Regions from separate parts of the Mus musculus genome. Here regions 2, 3, 4, 5 and 6 are each linked to region 1. The links are chromatin contacts, called in public Hi-C and HiChIP or PLAC-seq maps. All regions are on one chromosome and are shown on one strand. Each heading gives the region's core, a stretch centred on a gene start, on an enhancer-like site or on the middle of the called end of the contact. The rest is flanking DNA. Distances are from core to core; before and after follow the strand shown. Region 1 overlaps Gm31813 (a long non-coding RNA gene). Region 2 has its middle 3.5 kb from the start of Gm31693. Region 3 overlaps Tbl1xr1 (transducin (beta)-like 1X-linked receptor 1). Region 4 has its middle 24 kb from the start of Gm31693. Region 5 overlaps 7530428D23Rik (RIKEN cDNA 7530428D23 gene). Region 6 overlaps Tbl1xr1 (transducin (beta)-like 1X-linked receptor 1).

What was found. Hi-C and Micro-C count contacts between places; a contact is called where the count stands out from the background. HiChIP or PLAC-seq counts read pairs in DNA pulled down with a chosen protein or histone mark.
Region 2: a FOXA1 HiChIP or PLAC-seq map of pancreatic cancer cells shows a contact between it and region 1. The contact joins two enhancer-like sites. A contact is called at or near these places in 2 of 15 datasets of contacts at CTCF or cohesin (large pre-B cells and pro-B cells), 6 of 484 Hi-C or Micro-C datasets (the C2C12 cell line, CD4 T cells, embryonic fibroblasts and 2 more), 8 of 115 datasets of contacts at active chromatin or transcription factors (CD8 T cells, acute myeloid leukemia, bone marrow-derived macrophages and 4 more) and 1 of 9 other capture datasets (embryonic stem cells).
Region 3: a contact with region 1 is called in a Hi-C map of nephron progenitors, with 3 times the contacts expected there. The contact joins two enhancer-like sites. A contact is called at or near these places in 1 of 39 promoter capture datasets (neural stem cells), 2 of 15 datasets of contacts at CTCF or cohesin (CD8 T cells and the NIH/3T3 cell line), 49 of 484 Hi-C or Micro-C datasets (the AML12 cell line, B cells, the C2C12 cell line and 21 more) and 31 of 115 datasets of contacts at active chromatin or transcription factors (the 230-238 cell line, CD8 T cells, the HPC-7 cell line and 22 more).
Region 4: a contact with region 1 is called in a Hi-C map of cerebellum, with 2.9 times the contacts expected there. The contact joins two enhancer-like sites. A contact is called at or near these places in 2 of 15 datasets of contacts at CTCF or cohesin (the NIH/3T3 cell line and pro-B cells), 10 of 484 Hi-C or Micro-C datasets (the AML12 cell line, the C10 cell line, the HPC-7 cell line and 6 more), 7 of 115 datasets of contacts at active chromatin or transcription factors (CD8 T cells, bone marrow-derived macrophages, embryonic stem cells and 2 more) and 1 of 9 other capture datasets (embryonic stem cells).
Region 5: a contact with region 1 is called in a Hi-C map of embryonic fibroblasts, with 5 times the contacts expected there. The contact joins two enhancer-like sites. A contact is called at or near these places in 2 of 39 promoter capture datasets (the 3T3-L1 cell line and liver), 1 of 15 datasets of contacts at CTCF or cohesin (the NIH/3T3 cell line), 20 of 484 Hi-C or Micro-C datasets (the 3T3-L1 cell line, the C2C12 cell line, CD4 T cells and 12 more) and 1 of 115 datasets of contacts at active chromatin or transcription factors (CD8 T cells).
Region 6: a contact with region 1 is called in an H3K27ac HiChIP or PLAC-seq map of embryonic stem cells, with 19 read pairs. The contact joins two enhancer-like sites. A contact is called at or near these places in 1 of 15 datasets of contacts at CTCF or cohesin (pro-B cells), 17 of 484 Hi-C or Micro-C datasets (B cells, the C10 cell line, CD8 T cells and 12 more), 24 of 115 datasets of contacts at active chromatin or transcription factors (the 230-238 cell line, the NIH/3T3 cell line, the SCID.adh cell line and 11 more) and 4 of 9 other capture datasets (adipose tissue, embryonic stem cells, liver and 1 more).

Annotation. Positions count from the first base shown.
Region 1 is chr3:21,933,774-21,937,615 of GRCm38.p6, reverse strand. All of the region lies in intron 3 of Gm31813 (a long non-coding RNA gene), which reads left to right. Among named protein-coding and RNA genes, the nearest start is that of Gm31813, 29 kb to the left of the region's middle. Within about 2 kb of position 1,580, at least 417 of the 459 cell types and tissues checked have an H3K27ac peak or open chromatin away from gene starts, as enhancers often do. A contact at or near this core is called in the AML12 cell line, the C2C12 cell line, CD8 T cells and 26 more, where this site is marked.
Region 2 is chr3:21,697,502-21,701,081 of GRCm38.p6, reverse strand. No RefSeq gene overlaps it. Among named protein-coding and RNA genes, the nearest start is that of Gm31693, 3.5 kb to the left of the region's middle. Within about 2 kb of position 1,356, at least 17 of the 459 cell types and tissues checked have an H3K27ac peak or open chromatin away from gene starts, as enhancers often do. A contact at or near this core is called in pancreatic cancer cells, where this site is marked.
Region 3 is chr3:22,089,212-22,093,070 of GRCm38.p6, reverse strand. All of the region lies in intron 1 of Tbl1xr1 (transducin (beta)-like 1X-linked receptor 1), which reads right to left. Among named protein-coding and RNA genes, the nearest start is that of Tbl1xr1, 14 kb to the right of the region's middle. Within about 2 kb of position 2,315, at least 133 of the 459 cell types and tissues checked have an H3K27ac peak or open chromatin away from gene starts, as enhancers often do. A contact at or near this core is called in the AML12 cell line, CD8 T cells, the HPC-7 cell line and 16 more, where this site is marked.
Region 4 is chr3:21,724,825-21,728,268 of GRCm38.p6, reverse strand. No RefSeq gene overlaps it. Among named protein-coding and RNA genes, the nearest start is that of Gm31693, 24 kb to the right of the region's middle. Within about 2 kb of position 1,393, at least 7 of the 459 cell types and tissues checked have an H3K27ac peak or open chromatin away from gene starts, as enhancers often do. A contact at or near this core is called in cerebellar granule neurons and cerebellum, where this site is marked.
Region 5 is chr3:21,760,452-21,764,354 of GRCm38.p6, reverse strand. All of the region lies in intron 1 of 7530428D23Rik (RIKEN cDNA 7530428D23 gene), which reads left to right. Among named protein-coding and RNA genes, the nearest start is that of 7530428D23Rik, 38 kb to the left of the region's middle. Within about 2 kb of position 2,239, at least 47 of the 459 cell types and tissues checked have an H3K27ac peak or open chromatin away from gene starts, as enhancers often do. A contact at or near this core is called in the C2C12 cell line, CD8 T cells, the HL-1 cell line and 4 more, where this site is marked.
Region 6 is chr3:22,119,994-22,123,467 of GRCm38.p6, reverse strand. The region is part of intron 1 of Tbl1xr1 (transducin (beta)-like 1X-linked receptor 1); the gene reads right to left. Among named protein-coding and RNA genes, the nearest start is that of Tbl1xr1, 45 kb to the right of the region's middle. Within about 2 kb of position 1,512, at least 22 of the 459 cell types and tissues checked have an H3K27ac peak or open chromatin away from gene starts, as enhancers often do. A contact at or near this core is called in the SCID.adh cell line, embryonic stem cells, epiblast stem cells and 1 more, where this site is marked.

The sequences.
Region 1 (3,842 bases), core at 331-2,830:
GAATATGAGGCAGGGAGGGCTATAGCAAGGTCACAATTGTGACCCACAACCTGCTGGCTTCTCGGCTTTGTTCTTGTTTCCTTCTCTGACTATCTCTGTCTTCATACTGGTTGGTCTCTCCTGCATTAGGCCAGGAAATGGGGTCACATTGAACTTTTTAATTTTTTTCAGTTTCTGCCTAGGGAGTTGTCTTTTACACTTCCAGTTTCTAGTTCCCTAAGAAGGCTTCTGATTGGATTAAAATATGTCAGCATTAGGATCCTAGGCTAATCCTTTAGGGCAAGGTAGGAGAGTGGGGTGAACTAGGCCCAGTGTGGTCTCCACCCCCTGCACTAAGTGATTCTTTTGGGATCCTCGTGGATTTGGAGCATCAGAAGGGGGTGGAATTTAGGAATCCAAGGGTCTGTACACTGTTTTCAGAAACAGGGACAGGGGCTCTGACCCGACAAGTGCAATGTTCCCAAGAAAGAGTGGCCCATTTTAAAAAAGGGAGACAGAGAGACCTTTGCAAAGTCTAGATGTATGACTCCCCAGTTGCTGAGAGGACAGTGGCTGTCCCAACTTCACTGATGTGGCCACCAAACAGGTTGAGCCCTGAGCCCAAGCTCAGAAGCCTTGAATAGACCCCCTGTCTCCAAAGCACGAGTTTGCTTTCCTTTCTGCACAGGCCCCGCCCTCCCCTTCCAGAGCGAAGACTCTTGTGGCCTTTGCACACACCTGGGGCAGGGGAAGCCGATTTCTGGTCTGGGACAGGGGACAGCCAGGATCCAAGCTGGGTATGCTGGATGTGCGAGAGTGCTAAAAGAAAAGCCAGGGCTCTAGAGACAAGGAGACACCAGCTGGGTGGCACAGGCCCCACCCTAGTTGGTAGCAAAAGTCGGGGGAGGGGAGGTTCTGGGTCTTTCAATGCAAATATTGTTAACCTAGCCTTGAACATGGTCCGAGTACCCGATGGTCAGTTTGCAAGGTGGGAACAGGAGCCCACACTGTGTACCTGTAAGGAAACATGTAAAACATGACCCACAAAATGTCACCAGAGCTGAGGAGCAGTTTCGTAGAGGCTCTCTGAAGAGAGAACTCTACAGGAAAAAGGGACCTGGAGCTTTCCAGATATTGAGGACAGTATCTTGTGCGTGTTGGAGTGTAGGGGGCGGGATGGGGCAAGGCCTTTCCAACCTCCCCTACCTTGGTGACTGCTGCTAGCTTTGTAATCTGCTCTGCCACGTGGTGTGCGCTTGGAGGTAGGTGGTGGTAGCAGTTATATCGGCCAGAGGAATATTTGGCTAAACATAACATTGAAACCCCCCTCTCCCTAGCCCAGGCCCCCTCTTGACTCGGTGAAGGCGATCCTGATGCGGCTGAGATCCATCCAGCCTGGCCAGGCAGCCGCCGCGCCTCCCCTCCCCCGCTGGACTGTGAGCCCATTTTCGCTCGGCTGGTCTCTGCGCCGCCGGATGGATGGCGCCCCACCCCCCCTCTCCTCTGCTCAGTCATTCAGACTTGGAAAGTCAATAACACGCTGACATCATCAGGGGTTTGTGTATTATTACACGGCTACTTTCCAGAATACCTGGCATTATCTAAGAGAGGAGCACTCGATTGCACCAGCAAGGCCCCGAGCGGAGTCTGCAGCCCCGGGGAGGCGCGGCTGCTGCGGCCAGGCCCTTTTTTTCCACAGGGAGTACCTCCAGGGCACCAATTAGGAACAGATGGTGGCTTCTGCTCTAAAAGCAGATGCACTTTAGATATCGATACAGATTCATTTTGGCTTGGGGGATGTACTCAGAAGTCACCCTCAAGTGACCTCCATTTCTTCTGAAAACACACGTGCCCTGACTTTTGGTCCTTAAAGAGCATTTTCAATGATTCTCACACAGGCAAAAAAAAGAAAGGCATGTGCTCTAACCAGAAGCCAAAGCCTGCCTCTTGATGCTTAGGAGTGGGGGTTGGGAGGCGGGTGTTATGCAATCACCATTGCGGGTGATTAGGGCTTTGCTTTGCCTCCAAGGCTGTTTGGTGGTTGAGTTTCTCTTTAAGCTTACTGCAGGGCAAACGCACAGAAAAACATGGCCCAGATTTATGGTGCAAAACTGCTCTCCGAGTAAATTGCCTTAGCATTCTGTTTCGGTTCTGGAGCAGAGAAGAGTAGATGGATTTGGGGTTAATTAAGATCTCTTTATCATAAGTTCCGGGGGTTACTTTGCCTAGAGTGAGGGGTTTATTTATTTATTTAGGTTTCTTTCTTTCTTTTTAAAAGTTTATTCGTTTAAGTAGTTTACTTCTCTCCCCCTTGCTGTGAAGGGTACATGAAAGGAGCTTTGATACTAATTAATTGTATAGATGGCTGCCACTTTGTTTTAGAGAACACATTCACATATTAAAGACAATACATCCAATAACTCACGCAACATGGTGCCTTTTCTGAATAGCCAAACAGGCTATTTATTTACAGACACAGGACTGGTCTCCTTTAAGTTCTCTTCAGTATTTTTAATTGGAAAAAAAATAATGGCAGCCAGCCCTAATTTGGAGAATGACAAGGGGAAGGGCTGGCCCTCCTTCGCCTGATCTCACCCCCCCCCCCCCGCCCCCCCTTGCTCCCGGCAGGGAGCTGCCTGATCTAAAGTCCTTAAGTTTCCCCTGGAGGAAGCAGAGCAGACAGCCTCTCACTAGTAAGGGTTTCTCTTCCTGCAGCCAGTCCTTTCAGAACCTTAGGGCAACTTCCCCCTAAATGCTTTGACAGAGAGCAATCTGAAGCTGCCATTTCTCAAATCCAGCCACAGCTGGGATGCACAAAGCTAGGAGTCAGGGCAAAAAAATCTCCAAGATGGCCCCCTGATAGCCCTCCCTAGAAGTGTCTGAAATGGTGAGACGTGCAGAAAAGTGGAACTTATGGGGTCAGGAAGAAAATGAACCCTCATTTTGGGGCCTAGTTGAAACCTCTAGCCAGCCGAAAGCAAGATTTTTTTTCTTTTTAAAGTTAAAATTTGCTGTGAAAGTTGCTGTCATACAAACAATATTCCTGTGTATGTGTCTGAAGGCCCAACATGTGAAGGTCACAGGGCAACCTCAAGTGTCCTTCTTCACCAGGTGATCCCCAGTTTTTGCTTGAGATGGGGGTTTCTCAGGTTTTTTGTTGTTTTTGTGTATGGGTGTTTCTATGTATGTATGTATGTATGTATGTATGTATGTATGTATGTATGTATGTGCAAGGGTCTATTGTGGTCAGGAGAAGATGTTTGATCGACTGAAGCTGGAGTTTTCAGTGGTTGAAAGCTCCCAGATATAGGTACTAGGGACTCATCTCTGGTCTTCAGCAAATGCAGCAAAGGCACTTGCGTCCTACCTCTAGCTTCTGGTCTGCTCCCTGAAGTAGGCCAGGTTAGATGGCCAGAGGGTCCGCCCACCTGCCTGCTCCTACCTCCCATTTTGCCATCCTGCAGGTTTCATGGTAATGCCTGACTTTCTGTGTAGGTTCTAGGGAATCAAGCTCAGGTCCTCACACTTGTGAGGCAAGTGCTATACTGACCGAGCCCTCTCCCCACCCCAAAGATTCTTTTCACATAGAAATACTTTGCCAAATTAGCAATGAATCATGCTTAAGTCCTAAGCTTACATTATCTTGAGGATGGCTTGATTTTTCTCTACAGAATATTGTTTGGAACGCTTACAAACAAGACTGTTAAAGCTGGTGAGACAGCTCAGTGGGTAGCGACGTGGGGGTGGGGCTTTGCAAGCCTGGAGATCTGAGTTCCATCCCCAGAACCCATGTGGAAGGAGAGAACCAACTCCGGACTTCTTCTTTTACCTATACATGCACAGCCTGGGATGTGAACCTTTAT
Region 2 (3,580 bases), core at 107-2,606, 240 kb after region 1:
GGGTTTCCCAAAGCTGGAGTTATAGACAGTCATGAACTGGTATGTGGGTTCTAGGAGTTAAACCTGGGTCTTCTGCAAGAGCATCCAGTGCTCTTAGCCAGTGGGCCATCTCTCCAGCTGCTAGGATTATTTATATCTAGGGTGGTACTTTACTTTTCCACATGAAATGAGAGGTCATACTTCTCTCAAGTGAGAGAAGTAACTAGTATACCCCCAGATTGAGAGAATATGGTCCATAGGCAGGGGTTGGGGCAGAGAGGTTGGCTTCTGGAACCTGTTCTCAGCTGTCTGTTAACTCTCATATTTTCTACCTGTGATTCCAACTACAGCATAAATGCTACATAGATATTTTCAAATAGGGGGAAATGTGTTTGAAGTCTCCTGGGTGAGGTGACTGAGAAGGCTAACTGAGTTTCTAGTCATCTTAAAGTGAATAATGGTCCCAGAGGTAAAATTATACAATTGGAATAATGTTGCTAGCTGATAACAATGTGGTCTGACAGGGCAGTCCCCGCCTCTCTGAAAACTATTCCCCCAATCATTCTGGTAGCTGCTTATCTAGACTGGAGCAAGTGAGATCATGTGACATGAGGGCTTCACAGACCCAAGCTTTTCTGTTGATTTTTTTCCTCTTAAAAATGCATTTGGAAGAAGACTCAGTTCCTGTGAACTAAATGTTCATCCATTTGTTACAGTACATTTTAAAAATGGCAAGTCATAAGCTGCTGACCTCAAGGGAGATTCAATAAATCATTAAAACCCAGCCACCTGCAAGCTGGGCTCTGTCTGACTAATTCCTCACAGTCAGAGATACCAGGTGTCTTAGACTCTCACCATCCACCTCAACACCATGCACTATAGCAGCCCTGCTAAATGTAAACTTCTCAAGTGGGGTGATACAATTCTATTTGGATTCCAAATCTATTATTTATGTGTTCATTTACTGAGCTGGTGGGAGTAGAACTCAACTTGCACATCCTAAGCTGACCCCTGTGCCCTTGCAGAGAAGCACACACACACACACACACACACACACACACACCCCACACACATATATTATTTATTATACACAGAGAGTGTTATGTAGCCCAGGTTTATCCTCAAACTTGATGTACAACAAAGAGTGACCTTGAACTTTTGATTGCCCTCAGAAGTCTCCTCTAGTCCATCCTTAGCTCTCAGTAACTGTCCCTTAGGTACTGTTGTATCAATGTAAATGGCTAAGGGTCAGCTTAAATGTGATCCCTTTTATAGGCTTGGGCTCATACTTTGTGTTTTGCTTGGAAGTTGCCCCATTACCACACCCTCATGCAAAGCCAGATATTTGGGCAGCTGAAGGGAAGCAGACAATTGTGCAACTCCCCAGCTAACTCAGAGAAAGGAGTTTCCCAGATGACTCAGGTGATAGCCTGAGAAAACACATAGAGGAGGAAGCATGTCTTTCTTTTATTAAAATCTTTAATGGACTTGTGGCTAGATGCCCTGGGTGCTGGGTAGACTTTCCGGCTAGGCAGAAGACTTTCCATATACTATGCTAGTGGCCTCCTACCTGATGATTAGTATCAAGGTTGAGAGCTGGGAGGCCAGTGCTGAGCAGATACGCATGTTCCCTCCTTCACTAACAAAATTGCAGTAATCTATGTGAACCAATTTAGTAGCCACATATCCTTCCAGCCTTCTGAAGGGTATAAGAAGTCTGAAGTCCGTGTGTGTGGACAGTGTCACACTGTCCTTGAAGACTCATTTATTGGGTTTTTTCCCCCCAAGTTCCATCCCAAAACATCTCCAACTGAATCTAAATTTTAATGTTTTCTAAACAACTCAAATACAGATTAGAATAAGAAAGTTGTGACTTCCCGAGAATTGAATTTGATGAGATGGTGTGATTCTTTCAGAGTGAAAGAGCGCAGTGCTTCTGGCTTTGAAGGCTATGGCAAGCACAGGTATTTTTGTAAGTATATGTTTGCTATAGTACAGACAAACAGTGGGACACTTGATCCAGTCATCCACTCAAAGAATTAAGTCTAGTACAGATGGCAAAATACCTTGAAACACTGTATTATGAAACTTTATATCATGAAATTGAATAGAATTTTACATGTTTTTCCTAAACCTTATAAACAGCTTCAGTGAAGTAGCAGGATATAAAATTAACTCAAACAAATCAATGGCCTTTCTCTACAGAAAGGATAAACAGGCTGAGAAAGAAACTAGGGAAACAACACCCTTCACGGTAGTCACAAATAATATAAAATACCTTGGTGTGACTCTAACTAAGGAAGTAAAAGATCTGTATTGTAAGAACTTCAAGTCTCTGAAGAAAGAAATTGAAGAAGATCTCAGAAGATGGAAAAATCTCCCATGCTCATGGATTGGCAGGATCAATATAGTAAAAATGGCTATCTTGCCAAAAGCAATCTACAGATTCAATGCAATCCCCATCAAAATTCCAGCTCAATTCTTCACTGAGTTAGAAAGGGCAATTTGCAAATTCATCTGGAATAATAAAAAACCTAGGATAGCAAAAACTATTCTCAACTATAAAAGAACCTAACCCTAACCCTAACCCTAACCCTAACCCTAACCCTAACCCTAACCCTAACCCTAACCCTAACCCTAACCCTAACCCTAACCCTAAAAGAACCTCTGGGGAAATCACCATGCCTGACCTTAAGCTGTACTACAGAGCAATTGTGATAAAAAAAAACTGCATGGTACTGGTACAGTAACAGACAGGTAGATCAATGAAATAGAATTGAAGACCCAGAAATGAACCCACACACCCATGGTCACTTGATCTTTGACAAGGGAGCTAAAACCATCCAGTGGAAAAAAAGAGAGCATTTTCAACAAATGGTACTGGAACAACTGGCAGTTAGCTTGTAAAAGAATGTGAAATGATTCATTCTTATCTCCTTGTACAAAGGTCAAGTCTAAGTGGATCAAGGAACTCCACATAAAACCAGAGACTGAAAGTTATAGAGCAGAAAGTAGGGAAAAGCCTCGGAGATATGGGCACAGGGGAAAAATTCCTGAACAGAACAGCAATGGTTTGTGCTGTAAGATTGAGAATCAACAAATAGGACCTCAGAAAATTGCAAAGCTTCTGCAAGGCAAAAGACACCATCAATAAGGCAAAAAGGCCACCAACAGATTGGGAAAGGATCTTTACCTATCCTAAATCAGATAGGGGACTAAAATCTAATATATATAAAGAACTCAAGAAGGTGGACTCCAGAAAATCAAATAACCCTATTAAAAATGGGGTACAGAGCTAAACAAAGAATTCTCTGATGAATAACTGCTGAATGGCTGAGAAGCACCTGAAAAAAAATGTTCAATATCCTTAATCATCAGGGAAATGCAAATCAAAACAACCCTGAGATTCTACCTCACACCAGTTAGAATGGTGAAGATCAAAAATTCAGGTGACAAAAGATGCTGGCGAGGATGTGGAGAAAGAGGAACACTCTTCCATTGTTGGTGGGATTGCAAGCTTGTACAACCACTCTGGAAATCAGAGTTCCTCAGAAAATTGGACATAGTACTAACGGAGGATCCAGCAATTCCTCTCCTGGGC
Region 3 (3,859 bases), core at 1,066-3,565, 150 kb before region 1:
AGGAAGATCTGTCATCGTAAAATGGTAGTAGTAACAAGAGACCTAAGGGTCACATGGGGTGAGCACTAACTTCACTGTGCATGCCTATTTCAGGGCAGAGCCTGATATGAAGAACAAAGCAGCTAAGGCAGGAGCAAACACATCCCTGGGTACGGAGCTGCCAGGGTTGGCCAGGCAGTGCCAGAGGGGAAGTCACTATGAAGTGTGAGATGTGTAGTCAGGAAAAGATAGTCATCACATACTAAATAATAACTGTCCCCACTTTGTGTTTTATTCGTTATGTTTTTTGTGGTGGTAGTGATGGTGGTCTTGGTGTTATTTTGTGTGGTCTTGGTTTTATTTTGTGTGCCATAACCTCACACAGCCCAGGCTGACTTGAACTTGCTCTACTGCCAAAGCGAACCTTGAATTTCTGACCCTCCAAAGTGTAAACATTACAGGTGCAGACCACCATACTCAGCCTTTTTGTTTGTTGGTTGAATTTTTGGGACCAGATCTCACCATGTAGCCCTGGCTATCCAGGAGTCAGTATGTAGACCAGGCTAGCTATTAATACATTGCAATCCAGCTCCTGACTCTGCCTTATTGATGTGAATATAGATTGTAGCCCCTTTGAGAAAAGAGAAAGGGAAGGCAACAGATGTCAGCACATGAAGGTGTTTCTGCTACAGATTCTCAACGCAACTCAGATTGGTGGAAAACTTCAATCTATGCAAAGTCAAATGCTGAAGATAACAGGAATTTAAAACAGAAAAATGGGACATTCAAAACCCATAAAAACCGAGGAGGCTGATTCCATGACAGACTTCAAATTGGCAGTTACGGAGGCTAGGCCTGGGGCTGGGGAGATGGCTCAGCAGGTACTGACTGCTCTTCCATAGGTCCTGAGTTCAAATCCCAGAAACACATGATGGCTCACAACCACCAGTAATGAGATCTGACTCCCTCTTCTGTCATGTCTGAAGTCAGCTACAGTGTACTTACCTAAAAAGAGACTAGACCTGAATCTGTTTCCAAGATCTGGGCAACTCCAGGTCTGTCACCTGGCCTGAGGCAAGGACAGCAGCGGTTTCCAGACATCTCCTAAGAAGTTTCCAGCCAACAGATTACCATAAGGGTCACTGACCCTGGAAGTTACTAATGTGCTTTAAACCAGACCTGCAAGGTTCCGGTATTGGGAAACCCCAGCATGTTGGACTTCTACAAAATAAAACACTCTGTGTTTACATACTATTTGAGTCCAGGGTATCATTCTTTAGCGAATATGGAACCTTACACAACTTTAAAACAAACATTACCAAAATCAATGATCCAAATTAAGACACTAATAAAAATTTTAGTGGCTAACTTCTCATGAGAAAAATGTTTAATTTCAGGTAGAAAAACAAAAACCAGACTGTTTGAGACTGCTGAACAAGACTTGAGCAGAATCCAATCCCAGGGGTACCAATGCAGTAAAAGACAAAAAGCCTGGAGCCCTTAGAGTACTCCCAATACAAGGGAGGCAGAAGCTGAGGCAGGGGCATAAATGCAAGTGTGAGGGCAAACTAGTCTTCATATCGTTTTCCAGGCCAGCAGGACTATAGTGTGGGGCACTCTCCTAAAAAGGCAAAATGGGGTGAAAGGGGAGACACTGAAAAGCTGGTCGGCCAAACATCCCTGAAGAGTAAGCAAGAACTCAGTAGCCTCCTGAGCTGCTCCGGTTCATGAGCTCTACTGTTGCTGCTCAGGCAAAACAAGAACCAGGAGGACAGGGTGCAGAAGCCAGAGCAGCTGTCTTGTTACAGCCACTCAACTTCCCTGTTTTCCACACCCTGAGCCATTCTTTTGAGCTTGTCCTCAAATTTCCACGCTACTTAAACCCATGAGATATATGTGGTATTTTGCAAGGAATGGAAGTCAGTAAATTAAATGATTCCAAACTTTCCTTTATTCCTGAACTCAGCAGCTTTCATTCCACTATCCACACTGACACTTGAGCCCTCCTCAGGCAGCTTCAAACCACAGCCAGTACGTAACACCATGTACACAGGTGTCATGTCCTACGTGCATGTGGGCAGAGTGCCACTGTGCACAAGTGCAGGTCAGAGGACAGCTTCACCAAGTCCTTTCTCTCATTCCAACATGGCATTCTTATGGACTCAGACTATGAGTCTTGGAGGAAAGCGACCTTACCTCACTGGCCGACGTCATGTTTGCTTAAAGTTAATAGTAAACTACTTGGGGGGGGGGGGGAACACCGCACTTCTCAACTTGTAGAAATCATCTATGCCACTTTGTCAAAACAAAGGGAGCAACCTACCAGGGTACCCATCCAGAAGTCTGAGTCATTTGACAAACACAAAAAAGATAAAGGAGCCATGAAGCTCGCCAGCCTGTGCTGCACAAGAGCTGACCCAAAAAGCAAAGAGATTGAGAATTAACAAGTTCAAAAACACATCCACAAGCAAGCAGAGTGCAGCCTCAGGGGTCAAGTTACACACCCAAAGGGACAGGAGGCTACAAGAGGAAGAGCCCAAAGGAACAAATTCCTCCTGACTGCCACACAGAGCAACACCAGGGCAAAGTGCCAGAACACACTTCTCAGTGCAATTTCCTTCCTAATTAAAATTTACTGGTGAATTTTTAATTCTTTGAAAATATCAGTGAAGTACTGTGGCAATCACTTTAGTTCATTTGTAAACTAGAAACCCTGTTTCTCAAATGCAGATCTGGTTCTGAAGAAATAATCAAAACATTCCTTTCTGACGATTATTTGAAAACACCAGATCTTGACAGCTCAGTTAACTTCTACACATCCCTCTACTCCACACATCTCCAGTAGTTTTGGATTATCTAGGAAGTATGCATCAGTAGCTAAGGTCATGTCCAGCTCACAAGCGTGAGAGCCACTTCTATTTCTTTCTCCCAACTCTAACCCTCTCTTTCCTCTTCCATCTGTTTTGTTTCCACTCAGAACCATGAAATGAAAGAGCTCTGCCATCAGTCAACATTCAACACAGACCCAAAATGAAAGTGAAGTTCCTTCCATGACACAGCAAGTGACTTCAAAAGTCAGCAGGAGACAGAATGCATGACTTGTGCACTGCATAGCCTCAAAGCCTTACACGTGCACCGCAGTGAAAGGAAAGACCACCTGAGGTATATGGTGGACCAAGAGCTCACATAAGACCAGAACCAAAGAGAAATGGTTTAGTGAGGATCCAGATTACAAAGAACAGGGAGTCAAGAACCAACACAGAAGACCAGACAATGATTCAATCAGCTATAACTAGTAACCTCAGATCCAAGTCTTCTTTACCCTGGTTTTGGGAATATTCCTGGTTTTAACAGCATATCTGAGCTGTTCCAACCTCCCATCCCACACCCCAAAAAAAAAGATTCCATAGGTGGCCCTACCTTCAAAACAGGACACCCAAGCAGAACCTGATAATCTTATACTTTGAACACCATGAGTCAGAGGAGCAAGGAAGTGCTAGACCAACCTCTTTTCTGGGCCTATATGACCTTCAAAGAGACAAGGTTCTGGAAGGACCAGAAATACTCACTTCATTTAGAAAGCCTCACCAATTCAGTATGAGCAGAGTCTGCAGTTTGAACTTGATCAGGGGCTCCAAGGGAAACACTTGTAAGACAGGCGTCCTCAGGAAGGCCCTACCTGGTTACAAATAAACAATTAAATCAACGACATGTCTGCAGACATCTATCTGGTCTAGAAACAAGTGATGGCTCACAGACCCAAAACAAGGCTTTCAGAGAAAGCCAGGCACAATGACTCCCCTATGATGCCAGCACTCAGGAGGCTGAGGAGGGAAGAGGATCCGCTCAGGACTATCCTGGGCTACATAAGAAAGTCAAT
Region 4 (3,444 bases), core at 144-2,643, 210 kb after region 1:
AGCTTTTTAATTTGCACAACAAGGGAGAGCAGAGTTAGTGGTGAAATGAGTAGTCACCGCAGAAACAATAAGTGAGAATCTTGGGATTCTAGTGGTAAATTATGCAAACTTTACCAGAAAGAGCAAGGCACTGACAAAGAGTAGAATTGTTCCAGGTCCTGCTTCTTCTATTTGTTTCTCTGTGGGTGTCCCTGGTTGGGAAGTCTCTGTGGGAACTAGTACAGGATCAGCGAGACTAAAAGCATGTGTGAGAAGGAGTTGGAGTGAAGGGTGGAATAAGACTAGATCTAATGTTCTAAGTATTTCTCTCTCTAAATAAGACAGTGGCTTTATAGAAAAATCAACTTTAATATTGAGCATGTGTGGTACTATTGTCATATTGGTTTATTGAAAGCTTAATAACTGGATGATCTGTAGTGCTCAGACTGGTGCACTACTTTAGCATCCTGTTGGATCTTTCACAGCCAGAGGGCATTGCAAATAATGCCTCCCGTGAACCCAAATGAAACAGTTGGTAGTGAATTCCCCTTTGGTACTTTAAACACTCAAGGAGGGACAAGAAGCTTGGCCCACACAAGTTAGGGCTAAATTGGAATATGGTCTCTTTTGTATTGTACTTTTTAGAATTTAATGATAACATAATCATTGGCCAAAGATTTTATAGAACCACAAGTTCATAGGATTGATTTGATCTCATCATGTGAAATTCTGCTTCATTCATATCCAAGCTCAAATTTGGATCTTTGCCTCTCTGTCTCATAGGGCCTCAGCCTGGCTCCAGTCTGTCTTTTTTTTTTTTTTTTTTTTCAGTTCTGGCCTGGAACCTACTATGGTCCTTACAAACGAGAGAGCCAGATGGACGGGGAAGAAGATAGCACTAACTCTTCTCATTTGTCCTCACAGCATCCACTTTAGGTAGGGGAGGGCAGGAATTAAAAGTGGCTTTATATACAGACAGTGCTCAGTATGGAATCCAGTGTCCAGACGGTGGCTAAGCATGAGATCTCAGGGTTTCTCCTCCTCAGGCTGTGACCTGCAGAAAAAGCTGTGGTTGTAATAGTTTCTTTAATTAGTAGACCACATCCCAGGAAAATAGAAAATGTATCTGTTTCCATAGTTTGTCAAACCTGATTTTATTTAAGTCTGTTGTGTTTGGGTTAAACTCATCTGGAAAAGTACCCAAGTGGCCAAGCCAGGGCCCACTGTTTTCCTTTGGTCCTAACAAAATAGAATGGCAAATTGGGATTGTGACTCCTACATCATGGCAAGGCTTCAGGCCATCCCTATAGCTGCCTCATGGCTAACCTCCAGATGCTCCAGACTGGTCCTCAGCAGGGAATCTGTAGGCAGCAGGCTGGGGAGGGAGAGTTCCAACAGGAACATCAGGGAACTTGGCCATCAATTCAGATTCTGTCACTAATCACACAGCAGCTTACCCATTCTATAGAGACTCCTGGGGTATGAAGGCAGGATTCCCTTTCAGAACTGCAGCTGTGAGATAAAGGAGCCGGTGCCAAACTTTCAGGATCTCCATGTCACATGTCTATTACATGTTCTTAGATGTTTGTAGAATTCTTCTTCCCAAATGTTATTGCCTCTGGCCAGAAACCTCTCAGATGGAACGTTTATGGCAAAGAATTGTAATAGACAGAAACACACTCAGGGCAGGAGCTGTGAGACCTGGTTCCTTTTGATGTATCTTATATTTATGCTGTTGTCAAGCCATTCATCCAGCAGGCTGACAGTTGTGCCCTGTTTTTCTCTTTCTTTTTCAAATTTTATGTGAAGGTATTTGTTGTATCTGCACATATGTGGACCTATGAGCACATGGAGGCCAGAGGAGGATGTCCAGTGGCCCACTTTATTGCCTTCTGCCATATTGTCTTGAGATGGGGGTCTCTCACTGAACCTGGAGTTAGGCTGAAGTTAGGTTTGCAAGCTCCAACAATCCTCTTGTGTCTGTACTGTGTCACAGCTGAGGTACCAGACCATGCTTCATACAGGTTCATATATGAAGGTCTGAACTCAGGTCCTCAGGCTTGGGCGGCAAGAACCATTCTAAGAAGTATTTCTCTGGCCTCCTGGTTTTCTTTCAGAAAATGTTATTCTTAATTAAAGACATTGGTCCTCGTATCAAGGGACTTAAAGTCTAACTAGACAAGAAAAAGCCCATGATTATGCTTTAGTCACGTAAATTAATGCTGCAACATGGCTCTTTGATGGTCTAAGGTTGATCTGAATTAAGTGAGGCTTTCCTTTCTGTTCCATGGTTTCTTTTCATCTTGTAGAATGTTCCTGTTTGGCTTCTGGGTCCCAGCTTTTGTTGCCTGTAGATGTTCAGAGCTGGATGCTTGAGTTCATTGCTCTTTCTATTTACAAATAAGGACTTCTCATCTTGAGACATCACTCACTGCATCTGCTGGGCAGTCAGATACAACCTCTGCCAAGTGCAGCCCAAGGTCACCCCTCCTGCCTCACAAGTCAGAAGACTGAAGAAGGAAGCTGTAAAATAGGGTATTTCTTCAGAGCACCTGTGTCTTCAAAAGGGAAAAATAGTATTATTTTGTTTCTATTAATAGATGGTAGTGAATTTTCTGTAGAACACCAGAAGTTATAATAATTGAAACAATGTATTTTGGTGTTTGCTGTGTGTTCTTGTGTGTCTGTTTGGGTATATAGATGAATGTGTCCACATGCAAGAGTCTAAAGTACTCCTCTATGACCATATTCCCCTGAGAAGAAATCTCTCTCTAAGCTTACTGTTTTTCAGCTAGGCTGGTTGCCAGCAAGCCCTAAGGATCTTTCTTCCTCCCCACCCCTAACTTCCCACCAGGGCCAGGGGTTACAAGTGATTTTTAATGTGTGTTGGGGATCTAAACTCAGGTTCTAATGTTTATATTAGCAAGTAAGTTTACCCCTTGAACCATTCTCCCCTATCCTCTGATAAAAATATATTAAATAAAAAAATCACTATTATGGCCAGGCTTGCAGTAATTATCAACGGACATTAGATGAAACTACACAAGACATACTAGCATTCTACAGTTACTGGTTTCATAGAGTCATTTTGTATGGCAGCAGATTTAATAACTTTTTGATGTCAAGGAATTGACTGCCTTTTGCAAACACTCCTTATACCTTCAGAAATAACCCTTTGGAAGCAATGCTCAGAACTGCTAAATGGATTTCAAAGGCTTTTTTTTTTCCACTGTCCATTACCAAAGAGAGCCTTTATAGAGAAAAGGAGCTGATGGGGGTGGGGTGGGAGTCATATAGAAATGTTATTGCTGCCAGATCCCCATTCACACCCAGTGGTTAGCTGGTGACTTCAATGTGGAAAGAATGGAGAAAGGCTCAGCTGGTGGTTCAGAAAAAAGGTGCCAATCAGATCTCAGCAAGTAATAGACTCTACTTTAAGGTAGGAGGGCCGCCCCTTCTCAACCC
Region 5 (3,903 bases), core at 990-3,489, 170 kb after region 1:
CAAGCATGGCAGGAAGTGTACATTTCGTGATTGTTTTTCTTCCATTTGACGAGTGGTAAAGATAAAGATGAACCTACAGTTGACAGTGGTGTGTGGGAGGAGGATGAATTTTCTCATCATTGTTGAAGTCAAATCCACAGACATACACAGAGTAAGCTGTAATCAGGTGGAACCAGGTGCGCTAGGAATGTGGTATCAAGGTGCAAACTGATGATCTCAGAAAAGGAAGAAAGAAAGAAGAGAGAAAGAGAGAAAGAAGGAAAGAAAGAGAGAAAGAGAAAAGAAGGAAGGAAGAAAGAAAGAGAGAGAAAGAAGGAAAGGAAGGAAGGAAGAAAGGAAGAAAGGAAGAAAGAAAGAAAGAAAGAAAGAAAGAAAGAAAGAAAGAAAGGAAGGAAGGAAGGAAGGAAGGAAGGAAGGAAGGAAGAAAGGAAGGAAGGAAGAAAGAAAGGAAGGAAGAAAGAAAGAATGAACAACACAGAAAGGAAGGATGAGTCTATCTGTGTAAATGATTCTAGGCTAAATGACCAACTTTTGGGTTGTAGAGTATTAAAATGTAAGGGTCAAGTTATCCTGGCCTATTTTAGGTCCTTTTGAAAACCATTCCTTATCCACTCCTGTGTCTGATCTAGTGTCATTCTGTCTATTAAAGTCTTGAAAATATATTTGAAAAATGTTAGCAGAAGACTAGCTTCCATAAACTCAGAATCTAAGAATGTCATTAGATAATTCTGAAATATATAGAAGTTTTCTCTGCTTTTTTTGTAACCTGCCTATCAATGCCTTCAATAAATGCCTTCAAATATGACTTTTTTGTTTCCTAACTTAAAAATCCCACGTATCACTATCATAGTGGAGCTTGCCTTTTCAGGACAAACTAAATCCGTATTCCCAGATAATAGTAATTAATATCTAGCTCCATAATAATCATTCATTTCCTTTTAGGTGAGAGTTTTCTTTCTTTCTTTCTTTCTTTCTTTCTTTCTTTCTTTCTTTCTTTCTTTCTTTCTTTCTTTCTTTCTTTCTTTCTTTCTTTCTTCTAATCATGTCTCTAAGGTAGAGGTATCTCTTGTTTTAGTTTTCCCAAGGAGAGAAAATACAAGGGAGAATTATTGGACATACACGTGGTGGTTTCTTTTTAGTTTATGTATTCATTTAAAGACTTATTTTCATTATCTGTTTTACAGTGTATCTGTGTGTTTGCATGTGGGTGGGAGGATATAGGTACTTATAGAGTCCAGAGGTGTCAGATCCTCTGCAGCTGGAGTTATAGGATGTTGTGAGCTGCCTGGCACTGGTACAAGGAACTGAATTCAGGTTCTCTGCAAGAACAGTATGCACTTTTAATTGTTGAGCCATCTTTCCAGTGTCTCTTTTATTGTTAAAGCACTATTTCAATAGTAAGTGGTACACTTTCTTTCTCCTTGATATATACATTGTTCTGATATCTTTTAGAAGTAGTCTCCTATGAAACACTCTCATAGGTCAATAATCTTGTTTTTATTTAACTTATCATTATCCTTTGTATTTAACAAGAACAATTTAAAAAAATTCTTAAATGGACAAATGGATTAAAAGAAAGGCAATGAAAATGGTCAAAGTGATACAATATATTTTTTTAAATCCCTTTCTGATCTCATTCTAACATGGGTCACTAATCAGTTAAATTTGAGGTACATACCATTTAAGACTAATTTATTTCAAAGGACACCAGAGTCCTGACAAAAGATTCACAGTGTCTTAGTTTACTCTGAGGCTTCCTGGAAAAGTGGAGTTCAGGAAGGAGAAAGGCAGCCTAGATATGGGCAGGCCATGGCCTTTCCCTCACCTAGGTCCTGTACAGGTACCTAGCAGCCACTGAGAAAGGAAGACATTCCAAGCAATTCTGGGAAGGCAGATTGATAGTCGTGCTGTTAGCTTCTAAAGAATTCTGTAACTCAGCTAAAGCAAAAAATGGCTGGGCTGCAGGTATTTTTGCTGAGGAAGTGGCACCTGTGGTCAGCAAGTCTGGGCAAAGTTCTGCTAGGTTAGAGGTAAGCCTCATCTGATTTTCAGAGAATCTGGGCAAAATAGAATGCACGTCCCAAAAGAAATGAGGATGGGACAGCCACACTGTTTCCTGAAGGGAAAATGGTGTGTTTGTGGAAGATCCTGTGTGGCATATTTGTGGGCTGGGGGGTGGTGGTGAAGCATGTTGGCACGGAGAGTGGAGACTCTAGGGTGAGTGGAAGCTTGCCAGTCTGCCTCAGCTATGATGCAACATCATCAGCCGTGGCACCACCCTGAAAACCACTGTGTTTGGAGCCAGGGATATACTCAGATGTGCCAGTGCCAATGTATTTTGCATCATAATTAAAGCAACATGGCCACTAATTCTTACCCAGAAATTCTCATCTCCTAGGTCTGCAGACAAATGGCTTTTGCTTTCAGGAGCAGGAAACTTTGAAGAACTTATGCAGTCTCCTTCTTGCCTCGAATAAGGTGGAGCATTACTAATGCTGAACCCACAGAAAAGAGACCTGAGTATAAGTAGACCAAAATCTTCCAGACTTCCTACTTTGGCCAAAATAGCACAGAAAGAAGGCTCTAAGTGCTTGGTTCCTTCTAGCCCCAGGTCTCAGTCATAGTCCTATTATCACCGACAAAATTGATGTGCCATATTTTGTTGAGATTCTTTCCTTTAAGCTAAATATGGTGAAGGCCTTCCTAACCATTGAAACATGGGGGTACAGTACTAACCCCACAGGTCATAATGCAAGGAGTATTAGCAATACCCAGGCTTGGATTCTATGTAAGTTGAGTTCTGGCTAGGGCTGAAAGTGGAAACAATCACTATTGGCTTGCAAAAAATTTACTTGGGTGATAATTTGAAGATGGAGATCTTGGCTATGTATGACAGACCACAATGCCTTTAGCCAAAGAACAAAAGCTCAACCCCAAATCAGAATGTTTGGTCTTTCTTGCCAAACAAATTCATGTTTGGGAACTTCTAGGCAGCTGTCTGGGATTACCTACTGCTTAGTCATAGAGATGAAGTATTAGTGTGATTAAGTAGCTGTGTATTCTTCTGTCAAGTTGGTATTTACATCAGGGGTATCTGAGTCCCTATAAGGACTTTCTGTTGTCTGCAGGTGAGGTAGGAAAGGTGGGGTAAGAGGAGACAGTGAAGCTTCTCCTCTGGTCATAACTCTTGGATATCTGTGTTCTTCCCTCTTCTCAATGTCTAAACTTTCATTCCTTCTTGCCTGGGTGATTTATAATCCTCTGACTTCATCTTTCCTCCTTTGACCCTTGTCCTTATCTGAACTCTGTTCTCGTCTCTCCATGAGCTAGCTTATCTTTCAACTAACTTCCTACTTAAAGTAAAACTCAGGCCATGTCTTTGTCTCAATAACTTCACATTTCATAATCTTATACTGAAGACTAGCCACAGACCCTTCAGGACATTTAAAGCTTGTTTTCTATTTGTGTTTCCCAACTGAAATCTTTATATTTTTCCCCCATATTTTTGAGACTTGTTGTAAGTAGTAGAAACAGTGGTGAGCAAAACAGTCCTGTTTCTTACTGCTTCTGTCAGGTCCATGAGCTCAAACTCCCGGATATTCCCTCTGGGCTTCAGCTACTTGGGCCTCAGCACATACCATCCTATCTTTCTGGGAGACTTTTCCTTCCAGGCTCTGGTTAACATACTTTAGGGCTTAGTTTAAGCACTCACTTTCCATGAAGCTTCTTGTGGTTTATGTTCTGTGCCCCTGATGAGGTCAAGAGATTATTCTTGGTTGATAGGGTGTTCTCTACCTCTCATGGTAGTCACTTCTGAATACACAGACTCAAGTTCTATCTTTTCCTTCTTTTGGGGGAATAGCAATGTACAATGAGCTTAAAGATTCAGCTTTAAAAACTGGT
Region 6 (3,474 bases), core at 263-2,762, 190 kb before region 1:
CAGCACAGGAGGGCTGCTTTCATGCCCATTTTCAGGCTCCATGAAGCCTCAGACTGCCATTGACAGGAAAAGCTCTTCAGTGACTGCTGATAACACTGCTCTGATGCTAGGCTTAAGCATACTGCCACTGGAGATATAAGGTCTCACTCAAGTCTAGTACTGGCTGAGGCCCAACCAGACAAGAGAGAAAAGCAGCAATCCCTGAGGGCAGAGGGACTTCTGATGGCTGGGGTAGAAGTTCAGGTTCATCAATCCCCTGCCCAGCAGTATATAGCTAGACAGCCAGATTTTGTTATTAGCCACTGAACCCTTCAGTGTGAAGATCCCAGGTCGAGCCTAAAGCCAGATCCTAACCCAGTGTAGTATGAAAGAGGTATAGACTAAGATTATTCATAACCTGATCAAAGAGAGTATGATCCATTACCAATCTAGGGTTCCTCCAGGCAGTATTCCCAAGAGACTACACTGAATGAGTTACTTACTCTAAGTGAAAGTTTAGGAGACCCCAGCTAAATACTGGACCTGAAAATACAGCCAATGACATGCTACTCACCCTACTGGCCACCAGTAAGAATCACTGAAGACCTTGTGAAGTTCTCCCAAGGGGCTACAGAAGACAAAATTCAGTGTGTGTCTCCTGGGACCACTGTGTGAAACCCTACCTCACAATATGGTGACTATATTCACACACAACTCATCCTATTGACCACATCTGTGTTTCTACCTGTCTCAGATGGAAGGTGGAGAAAAGCCGCCCAACAACAGTCAAGTGTGAGAGCCTCTGGTGACAGCAGCCAGAGGCTATCTCAGTCCTGTCCTGATAGAGCCGAGCACAAAAGAATCAGACTCGCTGGGACAACAAAGTTGTTACTGGATTTGTTCCTTATGCAGAAATCATGCGTCTTTCACCTGCGCACCAAATATTAACATCAGGCTCAGCTACATGTTCGAATTATCGACTTACCTAGTTCCTGGGTCCTCAAGACCAATGACTGATCAATCAACCAGAGAAAGGGTGATGAAATCTGGCAGTGCTTGCTACCTCCTTCATCTATAACATGAACGTGTTTTGTTTGTATTTATCAAACAAACAAGTAGCTGCTTCATATAAATCAGAATCAAATGAAAAATAAAAACTGAAAATGGCAATGGGCTGCCCCCTAACATACAAGAAATTCCTGCTTTACTCACAGCAATGTCCCTGAACCTAGGAAGGGGCTAACCTGCCCTCTCCTGTATCTAAGTGTCAGCACGAGGCTCTTTCCTTTTTAAGCTTCTCTTGTAAGAAAGATGTCAATTGTTTGTAATACATTTAGAAATTTAATTTTTAAAAAATGACAATTTGGGTTTTGAAAAAAACCACAAACTTTGTAGCCTCCCTCTGCCCTGAAGCAGGCTGATCCAGACTTTGACCTTGGCTGCCACTGAGAAGGAGATTCCCTAGGGTGGAGCCTTCTGACCTAGATGGCTCTATTGTTCTGTCACCCGCCACTGCTCTCACCAAGGCACTGCTACCTGCTGAGAGGCCCCTGAGACATTCTGGAGGAACTGCTATCCTGCACATCCCCTGCAGGCTGGCTCCAGACACCAAGAAAGGACTGGCGGGGGATGGGCCTTCCCCCTTATAAGCACACTCTCTTAGTAAACTGGAGAACCTTCAACAGACTAGCATGTCTTGGTTCCATTATTTCTCGACCCACCTAGGTTCCCTCTTCTCTTTCAGCTCCAGGTTTGCCTCCAAGGCTCAAACCCAGACATGAGAGCCGCAGGCCGGCCCCAACAAAACTTAAATACTGCCAGGGCTCTCGGTGCTGTCTAGCTCAGCTGGCATGTTACTACTGATACTCCAAGAGATGCCTTGAGCCTCTCCTCCATGATGTCCACAGCTAGAAATACCCTCCGACTCCTTCAAGCTTCACTGGATGCTGACAAGCACGATCTCCTGATTACATCTCAGCCACTGAACTCAAGTCCACAGTGGCCTCGTGCCTTAGAACTCCCAGCACAACCTCAAACACTGAAACACATGCTCAGCACACGTACATACAAAGACACAGTAATGTAACCTTGGCTGCATCGCAGAACTACAACAACAAAATCCTGACAGGCCTTAGTAGAGAAATAGACAAAATAAAATGATCTAACTGTACTCTACATTAAATTCTAAGAATACCAGAATGGGTAGTTCAAACCTCACCTTAACAAGTACAACTACAGTTCTCTTGAAAAATGCACATGTGTAAAATAACAGGCCATTTATTTTCAAAATGAATCTGTCATTGACAAACATGATGCATTAACTATCTCTGGATGGAGCCCGGTAACTTTAATCTGACCACTCAGGAGGTGGAGTTAGCTAGATCCCTGCAAAAGTAAGGCCAGTCTGACTACACACTGAGTTCCCCAACAGCCAAGGACACACAGTTATGACCCTATCCACAAAAAAAGAAAACAGACACCTTAGTGCTAACATGCCAGGTTATCCTCTGGCCATGTATATACATACATACATGCCACGTGTGCGCGCGTGCACGCGCACACACACACACACACCAGTTAAAACAAAGAAAGTACTAGAAAGCAGGCATGGTAGCGTGTTTTTTAAATCCCAGCACTTGGAAAGAAGGCACAGAATGACCAGGAGCCAGCGATTTTCTAGGCTAGCCAGGTTATAGCCCTGTCTCAAAACACAAACACTTCTTTGCTCTGAGCTGTGTCTCAACATGCTGCTGCCTAAGTACTATACAGAGCTTCAATTGGTGTAGTTTCCACAAATTCCCATAAGAACAAAAACCATTCTTCCATAGTATAGCCAACATCACAGAAATTGCAAAAGATTCAGAGGTTCTGACGGTTTAAAATTATCTCCTTTGTAATATCATGGGTTACAATCACTCTGTGACAACTGTAGGTGACTGCTTAATGTAATATCTTATCTGCCTGCCCTTTATAGACTGTAAAAGAAAAAAGTAAAGGGCCTACCTATTATTTATAGTTTCGTTTTTTGCTTTTTTTACATTTTTACTACTGTGTATGTTCGCCTATTATTTACAGTTTACGGACAGGCAGGCAGGCAGGCGGGTAGATAGAGTGGACATGTATGAGTGTGTATGTGATGACATGGTGCATGCATGGAATCGGAGCATGAGAGTCAGTTCTCTCTTTCCACCTTGTAGGTCCCAGGGATCACACTCAGGTCAGTAGGCTTGGCTGCACACATCTTCACCTGCTCAGCCATCTCACCAGCCCTTATCTCTCCATGTTTAAATTGCTAACATGATGCTTGACATATGTTACTGTATAAAAACAAAGCTTTTACTGTTATTGCTAGTTTTCCACACTTTGTGGTAATATAATGAAACAATATCCACATTTCAACATTTCAGAAGCAAATGAAATTCAGAATACTCCAGTAACTAAAGAAAAGCACAGGAAATTTCCTGTTCTGACTTTATTTTTGATGGCTTCCAAAGA